3 separate regions of the Mus musculus genome follow, and all the other regions are linked to region 1. A link is a contact called in public Hi-C and HiCAR-type data. All regions are on one chromosome and are shown on one strand. Each heading gives the region's core, a stretch centred on a gene start, on an enhancer-like site or on the middle of the called end of the contact. The rest is flanking DNA. Distances are from core to core; before and after follow the strand shown.

What was found. Hi-C and Micro-C count contacts between places; a contact is called where the count stands out from the background. HiCAR-type assays count read pairs that join an accessible place to other places.
Region 2: a contact with region 1 is called in a HiCAR-type map of astrocytes, with 3 times the contacts expected there. The contact joins the enhancer-like site here to the promoter of Prrg1 in region 1. A contact is called at or near these places in 4 of 39 promoter capture datasets (cranial neural crest, hippocampal neurons, liver and 1 more), 1 of 115 datasets of contacts at active chromatin or transcription factors (astrocytes) and 1 of 9 other capture datasets (liver).
Region 3: a Hi-C map of embryonic fibroblasts shows a contact between it and region 1, with 3 times the contacts expected there. The contact joins the promoter of Cfap47 here to the promoter of Prrg1 in region 1. A contact is called at or near these places in 4 of 39 promoter capture datasets (the 3T3-L1 cell line, cranial neural crest and stem cell-derived epiblast-like cells) and 1 of 484 Hi-C or Micro-C datasets (embryonic fibroblasts).

Annotation. Positions count from the first base shown.
Region 1 is chrX:78,582,158-78,585,377 of GRCm38.p6, reverse strand. Prrg1 (proline rich Gla (G-carboxyglutamic acid) 1) reads left to right here and starts at 1,481. Exons shown (of 4, transcript NM_027322.2): 1 at 1,481-1,609.
Region 2 is chrX:77,809,485-77,812,326 of GRCm38.p6, reverse strand. No RefSeq gene overlaps it. Among named protein-coding and RNA genes, the nearest start is that of Prkx, 15 kb to the right of the region's middle. Within about 2 kb of position 1,401, at least 170 of the 459 cell types and tissues checked have an H3K27ac peak or open chromatin away from gene starts, as enhancers often do. A contact at or near this core is called in astrocytes, hippocampal neurons and liver, where this site is marked.
Region 3 is chrX:79,515,607-79,518,873 of GRCm38.p6, reverse strand. It overlaps Cfap47 (cilia and flagella associated protein 47), which reads left to right and starts at 1,523. Exons shown (of 65, transcript NM_001368718.2): 1 at 1,523-1,783; 2 at 2,876-3,027. The coding sequence starts at 1,589.

The DNA of each region.
Region 1 (3,220 bases), core at 232-2,731:
CATTCTGCAAAACTTGCCAGCACACCTTTCAGCAAAAATTACTCCCTACAATCCCCCTAAGCTTATTTTTCAAATGTAAAGTAGAAGTGAATTCAAGAAAGTCTACTTTATAAAATACATAGATGGAAGAACCACAAAGCTAATAGGAGGAATTTCAGTATATTTAGATCTTTAGTGACAATGATATGACTGCCCCATAAAATGTTTCAGTCATGCTGGGTGGTTGTGGCACAAGCCTTTAATCCTAGCACTTAGGAGAAAGAGGCAGGTTGATCTCTGAGTTCAAAGGTAGCCTGGTCTACAGAGTGAGTTTCAGGACAGCCAGGCCTATACCAAAAAATCCTGTCTCAAAAAAACAAAATAATACAAAAAAAAAAAAAAACAAAAAACAAAAACAAAAACAAGAACAACAACAACAACAAAAAAAACCCTAAATAAATAAATAAAGTTCCAACCACAACTAAAGTACTTATTGGGAAGGGCCAACTAGTGTGGCCCTAATTCCGTCATGACTAAAGTTAAAGAAAGAAAGAAAGAAAGAAAGAAAGAAAGAAAGAAAGAAAGAAAGAAAGAAAGAAAAGGAGGGCCGGGTAGGGGAATTAGCTTGGAACAAATAACTTCAAGGCCACACCCTCTTCACTTTGGGTTCACTGAGGTGTGCTTATTTTAATAGCTGAACTGAAAGCATGAGATGCCATGCCACAGCTGACCAGAGTCTAAACAGAAAAGCTCAGAACTTAAAACTAAGCATGCGTGCAGCATGGGATAATAATCACTTTAGCCTTCTTGAATTGGTAAACACCAGAAGAAAGTGTACCAAACAACACGGCCTTAGATCCCATATCTGAGAGGAGCCTTTAGAAGTCTTTTAGTGTTCAAATTATAAACACCCACCGAAGACTTTAAAAATAGGACTTATTTGACAACTTGTGTTCTCCTTTCCCAAGCCATTTAGATGGATTTTGCCAAGGTAATTATTCAGAGAAGGGTGCTGTGGCAGACACCTGAAATAATAGCACTTTGGGAGGCTGAGGCAGGATCTTCACGAGGTAGAGGCTAACCTGGGCTATATACAGAGTATAAAAACAGCCAGGGCTTCAAATCAAGAGCCTACTTTTAAGGAAAAAAAAAACTGTTTTGAAGGGAATTCAGGTTGTTGGCCTCAAAAGTTGTTCAAAAGCAATAGTGCAAATTTGCTCCCAGGGAAAGGGGCAATTCCTTGACACTCAAATGTAGTCCTTTGCTGCTCCTACAACTGTTTGGTTCTGCTTCAAGCAAGGTTTGCACCTGGCCTAGTTTGGGGAGGCATAGAAGGGATAAAGGCAGCTTTTCTAGCTGGGCTCCAGCTCAATGGCCTAGCACACAGTGGTGGAAGCTCTACTCTTCCCTTCCCTTCCCGCCCTGCCTGGCCACTCCCCTTGCTTCCCACTTCCTCCCGGCCCCGCCCCTTCTTTTTTAACCCTCTTGATGTGGGTTCTCTGGCTTCCTATTGCCCTTCGCATCAGCAGCAGCTGCAGGCTCCCTCTTTGCTCCTGGCTCCGGCTCTAGCGGGTGCGCGCAGGCGCGGCTTGCAGCTCTGCTAGCGCGTAGTAGCTGAGCGGGGCTCACGGTGAGTGAGGCAGCGGTGCGGGACTCCTTGGAGAGAACGTGGTTGGCAGCCAGAAAGGGACTCGGGTGTGTATGGAAGACTTTGACCCGGTTAGGGGAGACTCGTGCAGCTTTTTCAGTGGCGGGGCTTCTCGAGGTTGCCAGCCTCCGGCTGCGTGTGGAGAGGAGTGAGCCGTGGCGGGAGACTTAAAGGTGTGTAGGAGCTGCCGAGTTAGAAGAAAGAAGAAAGGCGTTTAGAAGCTGGAAGTCCTCACTTGAGCTTGGCCAGGCCAGGAAGGTTCGCTTGAGAGCCCTGGAAGGTGGCCCAGCTTCAAGTTCAGTCCCCCTACTTGGTGCCCCCGAGCGGTGTCCTAGCTTACTCTTTTCCTTCCTCTGCTTTCCCTGGGTGCCGAGTTGGCAGGAAGGTTTCCTGTCGGTGGGGAGAGGATTTGGGGGAGGTGGGTTGTTGGCCCGGACTGTTGCAATAGAGGGTGTGGCGTTCCTATGACTTTCCTTTCCCCGGGAATGTGTCCCTCTTCTGATACATTGTGCCTGGACATTTTTTAACAAAGGCTATAACTGTTTTGTAGGCTGTGGTGGGTGACAGCGGCGGGGGGGGGGGGGGGGCGAGGGTACGCGCGTGCGCGCACGTGTGTGTGTGTGTGTGTGTGTGTGTGTGTGTGTGTGTGTGTGTGTGTAGGCTCGCGCGCGCGTGTGTCTGCAAGCGAGCGAGCGCGCGCGTGTTGGCTGGCTTGCTTCAGAAGTCTGTGTTGCCGCCCTAGGGGGTGGGGAATCAGTGTGGGCCTGAAGTTGGGGGAATTTCCAGAAAGACCTAGCAACTTTCTGCAGAGGCTTTTTTCTTTTTACTGGTCTGTTGATTTTGAGAGTAAGAATATTCCCCATAGGAATGTGCCTGGTTACTATTTTGTGTGTTCTTGCTCTGTGTGTGTGTGTGTGTGTGTGTGTGTGTGTGTGTGTGTGTGTGAGAGAGAGAGAGAGAGAGAGAGAGAGAGAGAGAGAGAGAGAGAGAGAGAGAGAAATTGAGAGATTGATTTTTATACGTTTTTACAAATCCCAACAGAAGAAAAACCAAAAATAATGGTATTTCAGAAGAAATAAGTGAGTGTGAATGAAAGGGAGAAGACTTGGAATAGCTAAGTAGAGCTAGATAAATCCCTTTTGATAGTCACAGAATATGATCAGACTTGGGAAAATGTGGCAGTGTACAAGTCAGTAAATTTAGCTAGAGTATTGTTCATTGTTTCAATGAAGAATTCTTAAGGATATGGTGCTGCCAGATACTTAGGCTAACTCACTTTAGAAACTTTAAAAATGATAAAACATTAGGGAAAGTATTGTGACATTGGATAAAGGCCCATAGGCTTTCATGTTAAAAATTTATGAACTTTTATGAAAAATGATACATGTGGTACCAAGCACAGATGTTTATATTTTAACTCATTTTTTAACTGAGTACATCATAATAAACTGAGCTTCCTCCTCCTCCACCCCTTTTCCTTGATTGTGAATCCTGTTTTATAAACATAAACACCCATGGAAGGAGTTACAGAGACAAAGTTTCGAGCTCAGACAAAAGGATGGGCCATCTAGAGACTGCCATATCCAGGGATCC
Region 2 (2,842 bases), core at 152-2,651, 770 kb after region 1:
ATACCAGATCATAAAGAAGGATTTGCCAAAAATCCTAGTTTCCAGAAGAGCTCTGTTGTACCAAGGCAGTGGAGCATCGCCACCTTACGACTGTACCTTGCAATGCAACTAGCTCGCACAAATTACAAATGCTATTTATTGATTGGGGCAGGGAGGGGAAAAAAGGGGAGGGCAGAGGCAGACTGTTGGTTGGTTTGGTTGGGTTGGTTGGTTGGTTTGTTGGTTGGTGATTTTTCAAGACAGGATTTCTCTAACAGTCTTCGCTGACCTGAACTCCTTCTGTACAGCAGTCTAGCCTCAAATTCACAGAGATCCACCTGCCTCTGATTCTCCAGTGCTGGGCTCAAAGGCAAGCGCCACTACTGCCTAGCCTGTGTTGTTTTTTGGTTAAGCAAAACATCTTTAAATGTCTAGATTAGATATCCAGATTAAATGTCTAGACTAAGATCTCTAAACATTTTCTAATATAAATTTTATCAGTTGAAACTTGTCCACTTTTATGGGATGCTAAGGATGTATGGAACTCAGGACTTTGTGCATTCAGTCCCACTGTCTGGTAGACACTGTTATGCTGTATATTCCTAATGGGGAGCAGCCAAAAACAAAAACAAAACAAACAAAAAATCCAAACCTCAATTCCTTAATTAATTAATTAATTAATTTTTTAGAACTAAGATTTAATCAGGAAAGTTGCATTATATGCATACCCCTGGTTATTCAGGTAAGCATAGTAAGAATATAATTAAAAGTTGTCTGCACATTTGAATTTAGATGGATATGAAAGTGTTTCAGATTTCCTACTTAAGTAAAGTGAAACAATATTGAAATTTTTCGAAGGTTGTTACTGTGGGATCCCGGGTCCACAGACACATAAAATAAATCTTTGAAAAAATAATATTAATATTTAGTAATGTGACATGAAATTAAATTAAACCAATGTTTTTCCTCTGGCAAGAAACGCAGAAAGTAAAAATGATACATTGTATTCGTGGTAAAAATCCTAATCTCATTTAATCGATACACATTGCATCCATTATGAGTTGCAGTCATTAATAATAAAATAATATTATTAAGCAGCAAGCAAATAGTCTTAAAGCAGCACGTAGTGAGACCTCAGAGCTGTTAATTTCCTAATAAAAGAATACACTTCCCAGGAAACTTTACGGCCAGGCCAAGCACTTCCGGAAGGAGGGACTACGGGACGGCAATAGGACCCTTCTGTAAGAAAAGGGAGAAATGTGGCTTCAAAAGAAACCATACTTATTCATGTGAGTGGCGATTTGTCACATGTGTGTGACGATAGCCAATATGTCTGAAGAGAAAGACCGGTTGTGGCGCTAACTGGGGGGACCTACTGCCTCCCTGTAAGCCTTCCTTACAAGGCTATCTCGGCGCAAGGAATGCTGGAAAGTGTAGTGATTTGGCTGGAAACTACCAGCTATTAAGTAAAATCGCGTCATCACCCCGACCAGTTCTGTTCCCAAGCCTGCTGATCTAGACCTTATCCCACCTCCGTTCCTGCTCCATTCTGAGCCCTGACTGTGAAGGTTTCACTCTCTTCACTTACAGGAGCTTTAGGGAAGAAGTCTCCCACAGGAGCTGAGGGTGGGGGGCGGGCGGTCTCCCTCTTCTGGCCTCTATCGGTACTGCAAGGAGGGGCCACCAATTACATGCAATTTTTATGCCACACTAAGATGCACAAATAAATAAGGCCAGAGATTCCCCAGAGTCAGGATTTGAGGCTTTGGGGACCAATGAGAGTTGTTGGATTGAATGCAAAATGTACACACTTGGAAACAAGACTGGGCAAGGCTGCATTTTCTAGTCTGCAGGGAGACCTGAAAAGTTAGTAGAAGTACATGTGTGTGTCAGTTCTAAATGAAACGACGGGGGACAAATGCCTGAGGTGCCTGTTAGCATACCAAAGCACATGATGGCCTCTAGACTCACTTGGGACCGCTGACTATGCTCTACTCTTCTGATCTGGCCCCATAACTTAATCCAAGCCAGACCTTCTCCTAGCATCTTTTACCTATATAACCAGCCATTTAGGCCATGCTCCCACTTGGTCCTCTCAGTCTCCTCTGTTCCCTCTCTTTTCTTCTTCTCTTATTCTCCTCACCCTTTCCACCTCTGTCCTCTCATGGCTGGGTTCAGTCTACTGTCCAGGTTTAGTCCACTACTTTCTCTGCTCTGGACTCTTCCAGAAGCCTCTGGCTGTTCTTATCCGTACCTGGGAGTGGCCATACCCTCATTTGTACAGTATCTTCCTCCAGCGTCTCCCTGTGGCTGACCCTGGAGGCCTTTATGCTTTCTCCCTGGAAAAATTCTAATTGGGGGGGGGGGGGGAATCCAGTTTGTTGCAATGACCAGACAGCTGAAGGGGTGGCTCAAGGGCCGGGGCATAGGTCATTGAAATATACTCAGGGCTACTAGGAGTGGCAGTCAGTGTTCAAGTACACAGGAAGCAACTTTCTCTGCAAAGGTATAAAGAAAAGTAAAAAGTTTTGAAAAAGCTAAAAATTTAAATTAAATTAAAGACAATCATCTGGGCAGTGATGGTGCATGCCTTAAAAACCAGCAGATTAGGGCTGGAGAGATGGCTCAGCGATTGAGAGCACTGACTGCTCTTCCAGAGGTCCTGAGTTCAATTCCCAGCAACCACAAGATGGCTCACAACCATCTGTAATGGGATCCAGTGCCCTCTTCTAGTGTGTCTAAGGACGGCTACAGTGTACTCACATACATTAAGTAAATAAATAGATTTAAAAAAAAAACCAGCAGATTATACATGGGAGACAGAGGCAGGTGAATCTCTGAGTTCGAGGCCAGCCTGGCCTAC
Region 3 (3,267 bases), core at 274-2,773, 930 kb before region 1:
ACAGCCTGGTTTCATCATGGAGACAGCTGTGCTAAACTCTCCAGGCATACTAAGGTCTGTGGCTCTTTTATACTTTGACAATTTCTAGTACTCAGTGTGTCACTAGGATTTTACATCTATCATTGATTCTCATTGTGGAGCAGTATTTTAGGATGTATGTATTATAGATTTTTTTTATTCATCACTGAGTTATTTTCATTGGATTATTTCAGGATTTGATTAATAGAAATAAAATTCATATTTGCAATACTGAAGTTTTATATGTAAAAAGTTGTATTTCTCTAGAATAAATGCCCATGAATACAACTTGTAAATTGCATGGCAGTTTTGTGACTTGCTTAATAAACATTTTCAAAACTGTTTTACAGAGTGTTTTCAAAACTTTAAATTCTCACTAAGTATTAGTGGAGTCTGGTAGCTCAGGCCTATTAAACCATACCATTCTGGAGGCTAAGGGATGAGGATGGCCAACTACCTTCCTGTTGCAACTGACAACAACAATTCCAATAAATGAGCAAGTTGACTTTATACTTTATACTTAAACAATAACTTCAAAAATTACTCATCAAATAGCTAATACCATTTCTAAAGCCTCTATAATCAGAGTATAGGCCACTGAACACCATGATTGAAATCCTCTGGGAATCCTGCACGTGCAGATTCTTGGGCAATGCTCCAGATATTGCAGATTATGGAATAATAAATCATAGGATTGCCTTTATATGAGGTGTGTGTATTTCATTTCTTTAAATTTTAATTATATAGAGTTTGAGAATGTCACTCAGTGGTAGAATGCTTGCATGCTTAAGACAGTAAGTAGATCTATTCCTTAGAATTGTGAGAAAAAAGAAAGCAAAATATTTTCATTAAAGTCACAAAGAACTTATTGCATACCATGGATAGACTTGTTTATTTACTCATCTCTATTGATAAATTTTATATTAATCCAATAGTTTGACCTTACAAAAAACACAGAAATGCTGGCCTAGCGGCCACTGACACTATCCTCCTTATTAAAACCCTTCATTTCAGTCAAATGTGGCTGCCTTAATAAGCACATCATTTTCACTAAGCTTGCCCTAAAAGAAAATCCTGGAAAGTGCCCATTATACCAAATGCCACTTTGAAACCCTGCCAGGCCATGTCTGTATTTGAGGCTGGTGTAAATTATTTTCAAATTGTTTTGTTGACACTTGCCACCCAGTTCTTAGTTCTGTTCCAACTGCCACCTTAAGGCCTTGGGTCATACCATTGAAGGGGCGGGGTTACTACTACTGCGCATGCGCAAGCTTCTGTTGCAGGGTCAGGGACAGAGGAGAGGGTTTTAAGGTCTGATGTGAGGGTAGCATAATTTCCCTTGTAGATGGAGCAAGCGGCAGATCCACGTGGGGGGCCTGGTCGGGGCGGGACAAGCACTGGAGACTTCTGGGTGAAGAAGGCTGAGGACAGCGCGAATGGTCCCGCCCACGCGCACGTGGGATTCCAACCGTTGGTTCCTAGTGCTTGTTACCTAGCTACATCTGTTGTCTCTCGCCAGTCGGGAGTTGGTCAAGTCCGCACCTGGTTGCTGGCTCTTTAGAGGGCTGTAATGGATGCAGAGCGGGGCTCAGTAGCCCCTCGGGATATAGATACCCTTAAGAAGGAAGTTCAGCTGCGGGTAAATCCCCTGGTGCTGAAGTTCCAGGATGCAGTATCTGGGAAAGTATACCGCCTCCCTCTTACTGTACACAATTTGGGCCGTTGGAACCAGAAGATCAGGTTTCAAGAGCCATCGAAGCCACAGGTGACACTTTAAGGGTACTGAAAGCTTCCTGGTAGCCTCCTCACTTGAGCACTTGAGCATTCCTTTGGCCAAATATCAAAATCTATGCCTCTGAGGAACTGGAGGAAGGATTGTATTTGCTGACGGGAAGCGGGGGTGGGGGTGGGGGTGGGGTGGGGGTGGGGGGTGGAGGGAAGGGAGAAGGAGGAAGAAATGTGTGAAGGTGTAAAGAGTGGGGCAGAGACAGGGAGATAGAGGAGAGAAACTCAGAGGGACTGTAAAGGAGAGAGAGGGAGGAAGACTGAGAGGAACGGAGAAAGGCAGGGAAAGAGGGAGTGAGAGGAGACAGGAGGAGGAATGGAAGGAAGGGAGAGAAAGAGGGAGAAAGAGAGGAAGGGAAAGAGGGAGGGAAGAAGGAAGAGGAAAGGGCAGGGAGATGGAGGTGGAGGAGAAATAATGATGAAAAGTGGGAGACAGAGGAAAGGAAGGAGGGAGAAAGGGAGGGATTGGAGAAACACCTCTGCTTCAAGTTCAAGGAATAGGGGAGAGACTAGGTACGGCAAAGCTGATAGAAAATATGATTCTTCATATTGTGTTTAGAAAGGCCTCATTCCCGTTTTTATTTTTAATTGACAAAAAGTTACAGAATTATGAAGCATTATGCATACAATGATGGTTACTACCTACTTGTAAGAATTCCAATTCTGTATGCATGTCTTCATGATTCTGAAATTGTCTTGAAACCCTAGGAGAAAAAAAAATTGAAGTATTATTGTTAATTACCATGTAGATACATAAAGTTCTTGATTCCTCAAGGAATTATTAATTGAGGCATTAATGGAAAGGTTTGTGCCATAATCCATTTATAAAGTACTAAGATAAAAAGGGCATTTTTAATACAGTCCTAATCATCATTCCTCACAAATATATACAATTATCATTTATTAGTTTAAAGTTTTTTTTCAGTTTGAAGTTTTAAAAAGTTTTTTTTTTTAAAGCTAAGTGGGGATAAGATCTATGCTTGATAGTAATGCACACTCCATAGCTATAGTTGCATCTAATCATTCCTTATAAGGAACTAATAGTGTTGACTTCATCTTTTTTCCACAAAAGTTCAAATTGTTGTTGACCAGTCTGGATAAGGAGCTTGCTTCTGGCCTTCAGATGACAGCAATGGTGGAATATCATCCTAATAAAAATGAAGACATGTCTGATCACATCTTTATTTCTGTAGGAAATAAAGTCCTAGATATTCCTCTATTTGGGTATGTAATTAAAGTACTAGATATTCCTCTAATTGGGTATGTAATCGGCACATCTCTGTTCTATAAGAAGTTTGTTGTTACTAAGTTGTACTAATAATTTAAGAGCATCCTGAAAAATAGAGCTTATACTTTAAATATAAACTCAGTATGTCATAGGATTTCTTCCTATGTGACAATGAATTTTAAAAGATATCTGAAAATGCACACTACATATATGCTACGTGTGAGCACATTAAATTA